2 separate regions of the Hordeum vulgare genome follow, and region 1 is linked to region 2. A link is a contact called in public Hi-C data. All regions are on one chromosome and are shown on one strand. The core of a region is the stretch at or near the end of the contact, and the rest is flanking DNA. Distances in the headings are between cores, read along the strand shown.

What was found. Hi-C and Micro-C count contacts between places; a contact is called where the count stands out from the background.
Region 1: a Hi-C map of leaf shows a contact between it and region 2, with 4 times the contacts expected there. The contact joins the promoter of LOC123428215 here to the enhancer-like site in region 2. A contact is called at or near these places in 3 of 6 Hi-C or Micro-C datasets (leaf and seedling).

What each region holds. Positions count from the first base shown.
Region 1 is chr2H:640,040,287-640,046,094 of MorexV3_pseudomolecules_assembly, reverse strand. It overlaps LOC123428215 (serine/threonine-protein kinase PCRK1-like), which reads right to left and starts at 3,660. Exons shown (of 6, transcript XM_045112400.1): 1 at 3,420-3,660; 2 at 3,156-3,248; 3 at 2,328-2,824; 4 at 1,974-2,237; 5 at 1,745-1,867; 6 at 820-1,619. The coding sequence starts at 3,162. The coding sequence ends at 1,107.
Region 2 is chr2H:639,977,459-639,982,641 of MorexV3_pseudomolecules_assembly, reverse strand. No RefSeq gene overlaps it. Among protein-coding and RNA genes, the nearest start is that of LOC123431111, 12 kb to the right of the region's middle. Within about 2 kb of position 2,016, at least 1 of the 3 cell types and tissues checked has open chromatin away from gene starts, as enhancers often do. A contact at or near this core is called in leaf, where this site is marked.

The DNA.
Region 1 (5,808 bases), core at 2,411-4,910, 62 kb before region 2:
ACATTTAAAAGGAAAATAAACTAGAGCATGGACTCAATGAAAAATACCTATGATGTGAATCAAATGACATCTCTTTTCCTACTCCTACTCGTAAGATTTGAGATACATATTATCTCATTTCCTATAAGTTTTCTGTTCCTATGATAATCCTATCCTATGAACCAAAGAAGGCCTGAATCCTGTAGGATTTTTTCCTATGGAATCAAGTGTATTATATTTCATTGGAATCAAGCATCCAGCTCAATCTCCTTTTGTAATTCCTTTGGGGTTTTTTTCGTGGCATCAAACACTCTATGGTAATCCTATAATATTCAAATGGACACTCCACCCAAACCGAAAGTGCTCTTCTGCCCGCGTGCTCACCTCACATGCATGAACAGTAAAATGAAAAAAACATTTCAAAGAAATCTAAAAAAAAATGTAAGAAACATTGATGTTTTTCCCACATGCATGCAAATTTTCATCACCATATGACTTTCGTGGAAAACGCAGAAAAAAAAAACAAATTCGATGCTCCAAGACGCTACAAAAAACTGACTTTTTGGAACATCATTTTTGTTTTTTTCCCACATTATCTACGAATGTCATCTAGTGATGAAACTTTGCACGCATGTGGGAAAAATATCAAAGTTTCTCAAAAAAACCAGATTTTTTGAAATATTTTTCAATTGTTTTTGATTTTACTGTTCACGCGTGCTCAGGTGAGCACGCGGGCAGGACAGCTGCGTCCCACCCAAACCCTCTATTTTTTTCTATTCCTACGTTCTGAAAGTCATACAAATCAAAGAGGATCTCAAAGTGACACTGCTGCAAAAAGGGTGAAAGAACAAAGAGGTATATGCTCAATTTTACATCAAAAAGGAAACTAGGAGGCTGGGAATTTTTTTCTAATAATGATGGTTGATAGGCTAATCACTGATTCATTCACCGAGTCATATTCTATAGCCATATCATATCCACACACAATTGGAACTGCACACTAGGACTCTTCTTATAGAATTGATCACTCAAGATGACAGCACTAACACCCATACTGCCATACTAGCTAGGATTAATTAGGATCCTGGAAAAATCTAATCAATCACCTCAATTAAACTATCTCACTATCAGCACATGAGGGGCCCTTTTCCTCTTCCAGCTCGCCACTGACCATGAAACCCTTTCTTGCCCTCCAGCTTCAGCTTGGAGCTGCCTCCCTCCTCCCTGCCACCACCGCTGCTATAGTGGTGCAGCGGAGGAGCACCGGCACCGGAAGCAGCTGCGCCATCGACGTCGACGGCCTTCTGCACCATGTCCAGCACGTCCCCCATCCTGGGGCGCGCCTTGGGCAGCCTGGCAAGGCAACGGTTGGCGACGGTGACCAGCTTCGCCACCGACTTGATGCTGTAGCGGCCCTCCAGCTTCGGGTCCACGATCAGCCTCAGCCTGTTGGTGTCTGAGATGTACGGCTTCACCCACTCCAGGAGCTTCTGCTCGCCCCTCGGCCGCTCCCCGTCGATGGGCCGCCGCCCGGTGATGAGCTCGTAGAGCAGCACCCCGTAGCTCCAGATGTCGCTCTTGGCGTTCAGCCGCCCCGTCTGGATGTACTCCGGTGCCGCGTACCCCAGGGTGCCAACCACCTACACATACATCAATTCCATCGTACATTTCATGATCCATTTCGTACTTCTGACCTGTATCTGAATCAATTTTTCATCTGGTACAAAACATATTGTATCTGAATGCACAAGCTTCATTTTCTTACCGCTGTGGAGACGTGTGTGAGGCCCTCCGTCGGGCCTTCTCTGGCCATGCCGAAGTCTGACAGCTTCGCGTTCCAGTTCTCATCCAGCAGGATGTTGGACGTCTTCAGGTCCCGGAAAATTATCTGATCAACGCAATGTTATAAATTCAGTTCATGCTTTCCTGCAGACCGATCTTCAGCTCAATTCATTCGGATGGTTGAAGCTTCAATCCAAGCAGAGAAGAAGTACCTGGAAATCCATGTCTTCGTGCAGGTACTTGAGTCCCCTGGCGGCGTCGAGAGCCACCCGGAGCCGCATAGGCCATGACAGGGTCGTCCCGATCGCTCTGCCCGACAGGTGGTCGTCGACGCTCCGGTTCGGCATGTACTCGTACACGAGCAGCCTCTGCGCCCCTCGCTCGTCGTCCTCGGCGCAGTAGCCCACCAGCTTCACCAGATTGGGATGGTCCACGATGCCCAGGACGTTCACCTCCGTCAGCCACTCCTTGTGCCCCTGTCGAAGATCAAATCCGCCACCATTAATTTTACAGAGCGACCAACGAGCAATGCGCATATGTAGTTGGTGGAGTGTCTTGCTTCTTGCCTGAAGCCCGTTCCGGTTGAGGTGCTTGACGGCGACCTCCATCGCGGGAGGCGTTGTGACGTCTTCGGGGCCGGCGTCGACCTTGATGGTGCCCCGGTACACGCACCCGAAGCCGCCCTCTCCGAGCATGAGCGAGCGGCTGAGGTTGCGGGTGGCGGCCCGCAGCTCGGAGTAGGCGAAGACCCGGAGGTTGGCGGGCCTGTCGGCGAAGCTCGGGTACTGCTGCGGGCGCTGGATGGAGTCGGCGCTCATGTCGGAGGCGTTGATGGAGCCGGTGAGGTCGGAGCCGGACGGGGCGGTGATCGTGGACGACGTCGCGGTGCTCATGGACCGCGCCGAGGCCGCGTTCGGGGACACGGGATTGGGGTCGAAGCGGTCTTTCTTTTCTTCCTTGGCCGCGTCGCCGCCGTGGAAGCAAGGCGGCAGCCACCACATCCTCGCCGCGCCGACCTCCGGTGGACAGCGGCGATGGAGCACTGACCGGTCGATCAAGATGCCTGGACAGTGTGAGACCGTGTGAATTCGGCGGCATGATAGTCAAGAAAGCTGGTGGACGATGAATTGGTATTGGTACTAAAGAAGGATAAAGTAGCTTAGCCGCCAGGCACCAAGTCAAGGTTTACTCCAACAAACACACACCATTAAGCGGGTACAGTATTATATTTTTGCACGATCTAGGGCGCGATCTAGGGAGAGGGACATGATTGATGATGAACACAAGCAAGCAAACAAACCAAATGTATCATCAATTCTGTACATGGTGAATGAATCTAACAAAAAAAAGCTGCTACTGTTCCTATGGTTGGTAGCTTCAGAATCAGACGCAACTGCACATCGGATTGAAGAGTGGAGTAGTGCACCGTAGTCCGTAGGAGGAAGAATAAGCAGAGGGGAAAAAAGGGACGATCTCCTCCCTTCCTCCTGGCAGAAGAAGCAGAGGAGAGCAGAGCAATTACTACCAAAAAACAGAGCAGAGCAGAGCATAGCAGGGGACTTCATCCCCTCACTCCATGCCAATCAAACCAAAGCTGGAGCGGACACAGGTTGCTGGAGCAAGATCAACAAAGTAATCAACAGCGTATAGTGGATTACCTCGGGGGCCGGGCAGCAGCGCTGATGATCCAACGGGGAGAAGGTTAATTTTACTTGTGGTGACCGGCTTGCGGGGAAGGGAGACGAAGGTAGAGGAAGAACAGGTCCTCCTCCCTCTTACGATCCGTCGTCCAGCGTGTTACTTGTAGGGTTTGAGGATGTAGGGTGGTGTTGTGTGGTGTGGGGGTTGGAGGTTGGAAAGGGATGGATGAGGGGAGGTGAGGGGAGGGGAGGGAAGAAGACACCTGCCGCTGCGGCCGGTGTCGCTGTTGCTGTTGACGACTGACTTGTTGAACTTGACTGACGGCAGGCCACAGTCCGGCCAGCTAGTCAACACAAACCGAACGAATTCCACTCGCCGACTTGTGTACAAACAAGCAAAGCTGCGCCAACCGCAGATCCATCCGACGATCAATCATGGAAAATTCCTTTTCTTAAATAATTAATTTATTATTCCATAAGTGGATATCTCTCCCTATATAATAATAAAGCATCGATGGTTTTTTGCAAAAAAAACCATTGTTTCTTATAAATCAACCGGCAGTCCTTTTGTAAGTGAAAAAAAATGTTTTGTTTTTGTAAAAAAGCCCTCGTATTTTATCGGCCCATACACCGCTCGAGCTCCCTCCTGCCCGAGCTCCCCTCGCGCTCGCAAGCCGCCTCGCCGGTGACCCCACACCTCCGCCACGCCCCGTCGGACCCCCGACCGCTCCGCCGCCTCACCCCTCTCCCTTCTCCTCCTTCCTCTCAATCTTCTCTCATCTCTCTCTCTCTCTTTCTCACAAAACATAGACATCCAGGAGGGCCATGGCGCCGCCGGACCTCAATCTCGCCGGATCTGCCCGCGTCCACGCCAAATCCGTCGAAAATGGATCCACCCCAGCGAGATCCTCCCGGATCCGACCGGGCCCTGCCGTCGTCGCCACCTGCACGGCCGTCCCGCTCGACCTGCAGCGCCGCCGCCGCCTGTCCTTGCCCGCCTCTGCACGAGGATGAAGCCTTTATTCTCAGATTCTTGATGCTGAAATTGCTGCGCCATCTTCCATTTTCTAGAGAGATGTTTCTTTGCTTCATTTTCATTTGAATGTGCCGATGAAGAGTTGAAGCTGGAAGAAGCCCAACTATGAAATAATTCTGAAGACCTTTGGATCTGTCTCCAAAGTGTTGAGCTTAGTAAGAGATGGCACAAACTGTCACCTTTGAGTGCAGGTTGCACGAGAGGAAGCCATCATCAGGTGGCATGAAGCACCGGCCTTGGCCACGTCTTGACCAAGGTGGGTGGTTGTGTTCACAGCATGCTTTGACTGCAATTATCTAAACAAAATCACATAGTAATCTTCTGTACAGATTAATTATTTATGATCACTGCAATCATCTCAGCACAATCACATGCTAATCTTCGGTAAATTACATGATGTGCTCTTGTACAGATTGATTATTTAGTTAATCTTAATTTTGTGGTGAATCATCAAATAGTGCCTAAAGATTCAAAAACATTTTTAGCCTTTTTTGAGCAATTAATATGCACCTTTGTTCATGGCCGGGAGGTGATTTTGATCTTCTAATTACTTCTTCTAGGTTAGGTTTTTGTGCTGCTGGTCAAAAGTATGTAGGTATGTATATGACTGACTTAGAATCTTAGATTTGTTTTTCTTGATGCGCATTGTTAGAGTAATATCCATGCGCTCTATTTTTTTTATTCCGAATTCCTTCATGCACCACCGTATATGTTTCTTGTGATTTTCCACAATTTATGTTCTTGCTATTTTTAGTTCTTGATCTGGATAAATGAAGAAGCGGTTAAAATTTTGTACATGAAGGTTTGTGTAGTCTAGAGATTGTGTCCTAATATTATTATTTTAATTCAAATTTTGTTCAATTGGATTCGATTCATAGAAAGACAAATTCTATGTTGTCAGCACACTTGGTACTGGGACCTTCATAAGATTGCGCAAGGGGAGCTATGAGGATAGATTGACAGTAATATAAGCAAGCAGGAAATTAAAGCACAAAAACTGCTTCATGTCGCCTTGGCTATAAGAATGCCCCGACTCCCTCAGCCGAAACCCCTGATCTATTGCTTCCTATGCTCGGCATTGTTTTTGCCATTTTGCCGACTTCGTTGGAATCTCACCGTTCGACTTCGCGGTTTTGCATATAGGAGCTTTATCTTCCGGTGCAACGCACGGACACTTTTGCTAGTACTATATCATGTGGCATGTGTTCATGTTCCTGTTCATAGGTTAAACCACCGCCATGGTACACATGCATTTTATGAAAACTCTCGTCGCATTTTTTATAGATAAAGCACAAACCAAAATACATGACCCAACAATATAAGGATGGTGAGGGAAGACTAGATAATCGGACAAACCAGAAACACGCGACT
Region 2 (5,183 bases), core at 767-3,266:
GGCCGCACGCGATACCGGTGCTTGGAGGAGCACCGGCGGAGGCGAAGCCAAAGCTCCCCGCGCTAGGGTTTGCGGCGGCAGCGGAGGGGTCACGAGTCTAGGAAGGGATGAGGGGGGTGCCGGCGCGGCGTCCATCGGGTCAATTCGCCGGCGATAGCGCGAGGCGCGGCGAAGGTGGCACGGTGGAGAGAGTGCGGTTTGAGAGCTCGAGTGTGCGGCGCACGAAAGCGGGCACACCAAATACACAGCGCATGATGACGATTCGGACCGCGAGTTCTACTCTATATGTCACGAGCGCGTTTATTGCGCGTCCGCTGGAGCCTAATTATCGATTGCGCGCGTTAAAAAGGTCAAATTTGCGACGCAAGGTTTATTTAACGCGGCTGTTGGAAATGCTCTTAATGTGTGTGTGCGTCAAGGAGGCCGGCCCACTTTACTCCGAATTTTTAGTCGTTTTGTCACCCTCCCCCCCCCCTCCCCCGAAATGGCGTCTATAAAACAGGAAAATATAATTTATGAAATATTGTGTTATGTGTTTATAAAAGTTCAATATTCAATAAAAGAAGTTCATAGTATATTCAAAGCGTATATTGATAAATCTTCATTGTACAATTTAAGAAGTTCATCATGTATTAAAAACTATAGTTTGAAGTCTGTATTTCGAAAATATTCGTTGTATGCTAAAAATGTTTTATGTGTATTTAGAAAACTGTTCACCATATATTGACAAAAGAACGTACACTGTACTGCAAAACCTGCAAAAATAAAACAAAATAAAATTCTCTCCCTTATAATAAAGCACAGAGTGTTTCTGTCCTACGTCGTGGTCGTTTTGCAAAAAAAACCCTGGAGTTTCCTGAAATCAACTCGCAGTCCGAATTTGAGTGAGAAACGAATCTTTTTTTGTATTTTTATAGAAAACCCCCTGTAGTTTATCGAAATAAACCCACAATACATTATTAAGTTAAAGAACGAATCGTTTTTTCGAATTTTTGTAGAAACCTCCTTCGGTTTTCATAAAATAAACCCGGAGTACATACTTGAGTAAAAAAAATAATCGTTTTCCGTATGTTTTCCAAATACCCCTACAGTTTTTAATTAATTCATCTGTATTTTAATTATAAGTGCAAAGTACTTTAAAAAATCATATCTTTTAAACGGTAACTCGAATTTTACATTATTATATATGAAATTTTATTAGAAAATATGTAGAATCTGAATATAATGTTAGTTTACCTATGTAATTTTTTAATTCTGTTTATAATGTAATTTTAATCAATAGTGATGCACACAATCTAAATACAATGTTATTTTATCTATTTAACAAATTTAAAATTATATTTATGCTGTAATTTTAATCAATAGCGTATAATCCATTTTTTCATAACGAGGCCTATCCATGTTGTTAATAAATCAGCGGTCCAATTATAATTAACAAATATTTTAGAAAATTATATCTTTTAAACTGTAACTTTAATTTTAAATTATTACATATGAACTTTCATTCAAAAAGTGTGTTCAGTCGAAATATAATGTATCTTAACTATTTAATTTTTAAAATTTCAATTTATAATGTAATTTGAATCTATAGTGATGCGTACAATCTAAATATGATGTTATTTTACTTACTTAACAATTTTTAAATTCTATTTATGCAGTAAGCTTAAATAAAGGTCTGAATTCATAATTATTAAGTTAAAACGTGTTGTATGTTTTGCTTCCGTTGCAACACACGGACTCATTTGCTAGTAAGAACAAAAGGCAAGATCTAAAAAGAGAAAATGAAAACCAATTATTAAAAAAAGAATTAAAATACAAACAATGGGACAAATAGAAAATGAAAACCAATTAACAAAAAAAATAATAAAAACACGCACACAAAAAATGGGACAAATTGAAACGGCGGCCCGGCTCTCTTGAAATTCGCATTAGCGAAGGCGCAACTATATGCTACACGCGGATGGCATATAAGGAAAGCCCTATTTGCCGCTCTGTACGAAGCGGTGTCGATGCTTATCAAGCGGAAGGAGGATCGGGCTGGCCCGGTTGCGGGAATGCAGCGCCCGGAAACCTTCTAGAAGTTCACAGTCGGCTAGAAAACTTCTAGGATGTTCCTGAAGGCGTTTTTTTTTTGTTTTTTATTTTTTCTTTATTGATTTTTCTGTTTCTTTTTAGAAAAATGTTCTGGATTATCAAAAAATATTTTTTGATTTTCGAAAAATGTTCTCCATTTATACCAAATTTACTGTATTTTCTAAAAATAGTTCTGGGTTTCAAAATTTGTTCCTAAGATTTATATTTTTTCTTAGTTTCAAAAACAATCCTTAAGTACCAAAATGTTCATGCTTTCAAATTTGTTCAGGATTTTCGAAATTATTCTCAGTTCCAAAATTTGTTCTACAAATTTGTAAAATGTTCATACTTTAAAATTTGTTCGTTTTCCAAATTTGTTGGGGTTTTCGAAATTTGTTCTCAGTTTCAAAATCTGTTGTCAAGATTCTGAAATTGTTTGTGCTTTAAAAAAATGTTAGCGCTTCCAAATTTGTTCATGATTTTCCAAAGTTGTTCTCGGTTCCTAAATTTATTCTGAAAATTCAAAAAGTGTTCATGCTTTAAAAACTTGTTCGTGCTTTCAAATTTGTTCGGATTTTTTTTCAAAATTGCTCTCTTTTCGATTTTTTTGTTCTCAAGATTCAAAAATGTTTGAGCTTCATTTTTCTTCACGAACATTAACGTTTTTCTAAAATTGTTCTCTGTTTCAAAAAAATTATCAAATTTCAAAAAAATGCTGTGCTTTAAAAAATGTTCGATGTTTTCAAATTTGTACAGGGTTTTCAAAATCTTGTTCTCAAGATTCAAATAATGTTCGTGCTTCCAAATTTGTTCACGTTTTTTTTTAAATTGTTCTTGGTGTCAAAATTTGTTCTCAAAATTCAAAAAATGTTCATGCTTTCAAATTTGTTTAGGACTTTCAAAATTGTTCTCCTTTCCAAAAGTTTGTTCTCAGGATTCTCAAAATGTTCATGTTTTAAAAAATGGCTCGCATTTCCAAATTTGTTCACGTTCTTTTAAAAATGTTCTCGGTTTAAAACAATAGAAAAATTCAAAAAATGTTAATGCTTTAAAAATCTATTCAGGCTTACCAATTTGTTTGGTGTTTTTCAAAATAAAGTTCTCAAGATTCAAAAAATGTTTGTGCTTCCAAATTTGTTAACATTTTTAACAATCCCGGTTTCAACATTTAAAGAATGTTCGTATTTAAATAATTTTTTTGCACTTTCAAAATTTTTCATAGTTTTTCCAAATTGTTCTCCTTTTAAAAAATTTATTCTCAAGATTTAAAAAGCGTTCATGCTTTAAAAATTGTTCGCCTTTCGAAATTTGTTAATGTGTTTTCAATTGTTCTTGAAATTCAAAAAATTATTTTGTTTCAAATAAAAGAAGAAAAGGAAAAAGGAAAGAAAAGACGAACCAAAAAAATAAAATAAACAAAGAAGGAAAGAAGTAAAAGAAAAAAACTAGACTGGTCCGGCATAGTCGGGGCGCTCTGTGTGCGGGGAGTAACTAGTTACCGATCGCTGCCTCGGGAGCCTACCAGCGATCGCTCCTGCGTGCTGCCATTTGACGTGTTTATAACCGTCGCCACGTGTTGCGCTCTGAGGTTTTTCTTCGGATTTTGGTTTTTTATTTTTCGCACGCGTTTTCGATGTTCCGAATGGTTTTTTTTTTGAAATTTTTTTCGCATGGTATTTCGTAACATGTCGACGGAAAAGAAAATTTTAAAAAAATTACGCAAAAAGATACGTTTTCTGTTTTTATTTTTTTTGCGAGAGGCACGTTTTTTTTTCGCAAAAGTCACGGTTTTGCCTTCGCTAGAGACACGTACGTGCATTTCGGAAAGTGAAAATTGTGTTTTCTGTTTTTTTAGAGACACAGTTTTGCTTCCGTGAAAGACAAGGTTTTGCCTTTGCGATGCCTCTACCGAAAGAAAAAAAAATGCGTTCTTTTACGAGCGGCACGGTTTTGTTTGCGCGAAAGACACGATTTTGCCTTCAAAAGAGGCGCGCGTGTGCCTCTCCCGAAAAGGGGAAAAACGTGTTTTCTGCTCTCTCTTTTTCCGCGAGAGGCACAGTTTTTCCTTCGCAAGAGACACGACCCGTGCCTTTGAGAAAGGGAAAAATCCGTTTTCTGTTTTTTTTTCTATCGCGTGAGGCATGGTTTTTTGTTCTTTTTTTGAAAAAAAAAGATTATCAAAACCTATCACCATGGTATCTGGTTTTGAAGATCTCGATGCGAGAAAGTCAAGGATGAAAACGGTTAGAGATTTGAACGCACGGTTTAGTAGATAAAAACATTTTGAAAATACGGATTTACGAAAAAGGAAACTTCCAGGTTGCGACAACTGTCACGCATGTAGTGCACATCTGCCATTTGTCGCAACCTGTGAAGGTGAGAAATATTCGTTGAAAGATGTATTCGCTAAGTAGTGATTTCGCGTGTGCCGCGTAGAGGCTCGCAGAAAATGCTATTTAACCCTTTGTCTGAATCCGTGTTTGGGCTTCGCACACAGCAGGAGGACGATCGGGCTAGCCCAGTTACAGCGGTTGCGGTGCCCAGTTTTGGAACCTTGTAGAGGTCCAAGGCCGGTTTTTGGGGACTTATAGAATGTTCCCTAACATTTTTTTTTTATTTTTCCTTTATTCTGTTCTGTTTCTTTTTTTTCTTCTTTGCTTTTGTTTCAAAAAATATTCTGTATGTTCGAAAAAAGTTTTTGGATTTTCAAAAAAGTTCTTGATTTAAGAAAAATTGTTCGGGGTTACAAAATTGCTTTCCTTTTCAAAATTTTGATCTAGAGATTCGAAAAATGTTCGTGCTTCAAAAAATTCTTTGCGCTTCTAAATTTGTTCACGTTTTTTAAAACTGTTATTTGTTTCGAAATTTATTTTGAAATTTTGAAAAATGTTCCGGCATTAAAATTTTGTTCATGATTTCAAAACATTTCTGGGTTTTTAATATTGTTCTCCTTTTCAAACTTTTTTTCTCAAAGTCCTAGAAACTGTTCTCGGTTTCATATATTGTTCTTAAAATTATAAAAAGTTCGCACTCTCAAATTTGTTCGGGGATTTTCATAACTGTTCTCCTTTCAATTTGTTTTCTTAAAATTCAAAAAATATTCGTGTTTT